Linked DNA regions of Arachis hypogaea: region 2 is linked to region 1. A link is a contact called in public Hi-C data. All regions are on one chromosome and are shown on one strand. Each heading gives the region's core, a stretch centred on a gene start, on an enhancer-like site or on the middle of the called end of the contact. The rest is flanking DNA. Distances are from core to core; before and after follow the strand shown. Region 1 holds the start of LOC112709340 (protein SIEVE ELEMENT OCCLUSION B). Region 2 holds the start of LOC112711275 (low affinity inorganic phosphate transporter 1).

What was found. Hi-C and Micro-C count contacts between places; a contact is called where the count stands out from the background.
Region 2: a contact with region 1 is called in a Hi-C map of an unstated tissue, with 2.5 times the contacts expected there. The contact joins the promoter of LOC112711275 here to the promoter of LOC112709340 in region 1. A contact is called at or near these places in 2 of 8 Hi-C or Micro-C datasets (leaf and an unstated tissue).

What each region holds. Positions count from the first base shown.
Region 1 is chr9:96,171,585-96,174,290 of arahy.Tifrunner.gnm2.J5K5, forward strand. LOC112709340 (protein SIEVE ELEMENT OCCLUSION B) reads right to left here and starts at 1,424. Exons shown (of 7, transcript XM_025761231.2): 1 at 1,165-1,424; 2 at 940-1,032. The coding sequence starts at 1,368.
Region 2 is chr9:96,371,994-96,374,693 of arahy.Tifrunner.gnm2.J5K5, forward strand. LOC112711275 (low affinity inorganic phosphate transporter 1) reads right to left here and starts at 1,397. Exons shown (of 3, transcript XM_025763885.2): 1 at 1,140-1,397.

The sequences.
Region 1 (2,706 bases), core at 174-2,673:
AATCCTTTGAACTTGAACTATAAATATGTTATGTCTGCCATAAAAATTGTCGACATAGAACTAATTAACTATGCTGGTGATTGGTGAATAGTGATTACGATTGTCAGCATAGTTTACTATATTGTAGCGACAATTATTGTGGAGAATACAGTCTTCAACTGCAACATTGATCGTTGCCCTAATTCGAAAAGGAAAAATAGAGTTAAGCAATGAAAATACTAAATAATTGATAAATCTAATGTTTATTTTACTAAGTGTGCTGATGGTTATTTTAATATTAAGATTTTGTGGATAATTTGAAGATATAATGTGTTTTAATTTGATTGGTGGTTGTTCATGTTGTTCAAAATAATTATTGGTTACTTAGTATTACCCAATCAAAAAGCATCATTTTTTTTGTCACAATATATGCTGTAATATTATTTTGTTAGCACATGTCTCTATTCTTGTGACTATAAATCCTTATTAATAGTGACAAATATCTGAAAAAGATTATATTTTCACAACAATTGGATCAATTTATAATGTTAGTTGAAGAAAAAATGTTTGAAAACCATAATTAGATCAATTTAAAATTACTTTATTTCATATTTTTTAATTACCATTTGTCTTATTTTATTTTTTAAATAATTACTAGCATAACCGTTTCAAAAATTCACTTATCATATTAACTATAGAATTTTTTTTTTAACTGATAATTCAACACTACTCCGATCCGATCTTGTGAGATTCATGTGCTAGTGTCTTGCCACCAATCGTGTAAATATATACATGGTCAATTAAATTTTTTAATTGTTGGAATCCATTTGCATACAAAAAAAAAAGAAGGTAGAAACACATACACTATATATACGCTATTGAATACTAATAATAATAATAATAATAATAATAATAATAATAATAATAATAATAATAATAATGGATTTATCAATGAATGACCTCGAAAGATATTTGCTTGAGTGTGCAATGAGGTGAACTAAAATTGGCTAGGGGCATCTTGTCGTCTATATGTTCCATCATCGATTTAGAACCCTGCAAGATTCATGACATGTGCATATTAATAGCTATAAGAAGGTTAAGAATAATTCTATTAGTTACTTTTTTTCTTTTTTTTTTTTGTTGAAAAATATCGATACATTATTGAGAGATATGGGGTTTAATTACCTCAAAAAAACTATCAACAATGGAAGTTGAACGCCTAAGGGTAGTGTAAACAAGAGTGAAGAGAGAATCCACATCAAACTTAGTGTCACTATGAACATGTGTTGAGTATATTTGCTCCAAGATCTGCTCGTCAGACATGGCTAATGGATTATGCTCCCTATCCGCTGTCTGGAGTAGGGACTTCAGTGACAACTTATGAACCATTATTATCCTATTCTTACAAAACTTACAAGAAACCTAAAGCTTGTTGGTGGTGCACCAAGTTTCCTTGTTCTTCCTTATTTATATAATAGAAAATGCTTGAATGAAAAAGGATATGGAATATTTTATGGATTTAACTTTTATAAGTAGTCATTAAAAAAACTTCTATATATATCATTTAAAATAGGAAAATGATGGTTGCACCATATTTTATGTACAAGTTTTTTTTAATGATATAAAAAAATTATTATCTTTTTCCACTTCTCATGAATCATTCTAAATATAAAAAATGAAAAGTATACAAAAGAAATATATTAAAAAATGATGCATGTAATATTTCTCTTTAAAATATTTGATTGGAGTGTATTCTACCTTAAAAAAAAAATAAAATTGATTGAGTCTTATAAATAGGTAAATAAAATACTGTAATAAGACTACTTTTTTAGCAAACCAACTTAGTTAGTTTAGTAATTAATTTACTAATTCGATTAAATAAGTGTTAATAATTCGAATTTTGTCTTATATATATAATAATTCAATAGTGAATGATAAAATTTTAAATAGAGTTTAAATTTAAATAAAATTAATTTTTGACTTACCAAATTAAAAATTATCATTAAAAAAAAGAGTACTACTGTACTGTACCGGTAATTGATGATGATGAAAAACCGAAAAAAAAAGGACTTTTCTTGTGATCAACCATTGCATGCAAATAAGTTCATTTATTTTCATGATAAGAAATTCATGAAGCAGTAACAAAGATAACATCCAAATGATATACCAAACTCAAAACCTAGTAAAATTGAACCTGTACAATTGCATTAACGACTAGCACTGTAGCACATTACCACAAGAAAAATGTTAAATTGTGCTAACGTAAAATTGTGCATGAATATCATAGGAATATTTGAGAGAGTGAGAGAAAGAGGAGGGGGAATTAATAAGAGAAGTGCATTCATTTTTTTTAAGGGCAAATGGCTTATATAAACTAACTGCGAATCAAATTTATCCAAATCAGCCAAAGTAAAAAATGATATATGAATTTCTCAAAGCATGTAATTATGTAAATCGAAATAGGCATATTTGATTCAGTAGAGTTTTATGCAAATCGAAACAATCTCATTCGATTTATGCATGCATGGTTAGGATTTTTAGTAAATAGAATCAGCAAAATTTGATATATCATAATCGTCATATTCATAAATAAATCGACACAGTACAAGTCGATTTACTGTGTATTGAGCAACACATGTAAATGGATATAAGCTAATTCGATTTACTAGAGACCAAATGTATATAAATAGCTGTTGAACCTGAATTTCTCATCATAGTGATATTCAA
Region 2 (2,700 bases), core at 147-2,646, 200 kb after region 1:
CACGTGACACGCATTATAAACCAATCAATATATAAATGGCGAAGAATCAAACAGTGATTGAGTATTCAAATAAAAAATAACAAACATGGAAAACTGTAGAGATAGGGTAATAATAATAACAATAGGACAAAACAGGGTGATACAATTTCCACAACATGCAGTCAATATGAAAGAAACAGGTTTCAACTTTCAAGGCTGTGGGGGCCATAAGTTCCCAAAGTGATAAAAACAGGTTTCAACAGAGTCATTGGCACTGGTCAGCTGAATGATGCAACCTTTGCCATGAGTATTAATCTTGTATCATCATGATGATTGGTAGTGCCACTAGTTATGATATGCTTGTCTACAAATTTTTTTAGACAATTCCGTATATGTTTTTCAATAGGGAGATATATCAAGATAAATATTTAATTATTTAACACATAGACTTCAATCACGGAACCATTTTTTTAATTAATATCAACTTATTTTTTAAAATTTAAAATTTTAAACTTAAATTTTAAATTTGATATCTTAAATCTTAACTTTAAATTCAAATTTTCAAAAAATAAAAATAATTTTATAATAAAAGACTAACTAATATTAACTAGTTAAGAATTAATATAATTTCTTATATTTTTTATTGTATATAATAGAAGATTAAAACATTAGTATACAATTTCTTATCATTTTTAATTTATTCACATCTATTCCACAACTAAACATAATAGAATAAATCAGAAGATCCAACATGAAAGAAGAAAAAGTAAAAACAGAAAAAATCTCCAAAGTTGTAGCTAAACAAAAATCATGTGACAAAGGGAAGTCTTTTTTTTTTTTAAATAATTCGAATTGCAACTTGCACGAGTTTGAAAGGTGGTAACATCGTAAGCAAACAAAGAATACGATGAGGGCAATATGGATACGAGAACGGGATCAAAATTCACAAGCTTCATGTGAATACGTACATACAAAATTAAGTTAGACCATAAAAAAGTTAAATTTTTATTAAACTTTTGCTCTTAAATAAAATAAGACTTGTGAAGAACAATTAGCTAATTCATCATGTCTAATGAAAGAAAAAAAATTAACAAAGTATAATAAGAAATTAACGAAGAAAGTAAGAAAAGATATCTAAAACTTGATGAGATAGATGGTACCTGATGAGTAAAGAGTGAATGAGGGGAAGGAAAAACAAGTGACGAAGAAAGATGAGAATGGTGTTCGTGTTCTTATAAGAGTGAGGAGGGAGACACGTAAGTAATACAAACAGAGAAAGGATAACACAATAAAAGAAAATGTGAAGTGTGGTGTTGTGTTGTGTTATGTGATGGGGTTCAGTATTTAACTCTCAAAGACTCTGTCATGTGATCAGAGAAAGAGAGTTAAAGTTGGATTAACAACTATCAAGAATCTATCTTTACTGTAGAATATTCTACTTCACCCCACCACATCTTTAACTCTCTCAGATTCTCTCTTTTATTCTGTTTATTTTTAAATTTTAATTCTTTTTTAAAATGTGTTTATCTTTTTATTTTAAATTTTAATTCTTTTTGAAGAAGTGTTTTTTTCGATAGATAATTATATTACGGTATAACAGAAAAATAAAAAAAGAGCTATTATGTTATAATATATATTTAATATTTATAAAAAATGAATTATAATTTTAGTTAAAAATTATAAAATATATACAAATAAATATAATATATTTAGTAATTAATTAATAATATTCATAAAATATTTTATTAGTTCTAAATGTTGATAGGAGTGAAAGTGATAGTAATTTGATGGCTTAACCATTTTGTGGGGTGCTTTAGTAATGGAATTCTCTTAATTGAATAAATAGTATCAATGATTTGAACTTTAAAAATTTGTTTAAAATAATAAGGAAAGATTGGATATTCGAGAGTGTATTCTCCTTAGTTAGTAGGCTAATAGCGTTTTTTTTCCTAATATTACAAGAGGCTACTAATTGAAAAGTTTAATTTTCAGTTTTATTCTCTTAGCTTTCACTCGATATATATAATTTAGGACAAAGAGTTATGATGAGGTATGTTAACGTGCATGTTTAGAATCACGTTATTTTGTGCAAGTAGTAAAAATAGTTATTGAAATAGATAAAAATATATTTTGAAGATGTCTCCTAATTTTTAGTATCTCTCACAATATTGAAGAAAGATTTTGTTTGAGTTAAAATAAATAGTTAGTGGTATTTAATTTTCTAGTATAGTGTTCCTTTGTTAATGTTTTAAAATTGTGTAATCTTGTGATTTTCTAGAATATATTCATAAAAGTTAGATGATAAGGTTGATGAAAATTTGTCATATAAATCACATTGGTTTTATAGAATTTAAATGTATGATTTTGTTGATTTTGAGTGCTTCTTTTGCTGTATATATGTTACTTTGGTCACTTTTCCATGGGCATAGGTATTTTTTTTTGGATAGAATATTTTTCGATTGTTTTACTTATAAAATATAATACATAATAGGAACTAACTCAGAATAATATGATATTGGATTTAGCTAATATATATTTTTAAGGTACAAAGGACATAATAAAGTTACTAATTAAATTTTTTTTATAAAAAAATGCAAAATTTAAAATTTTAATATATTTGTTGAGTATTTATTAAAATACATTATTTAAATTTTTTTTATTACTAATAATCTTGATTTGTGTTTTTAAAATATAGATTAGCTAAATTTTATATTATTATAA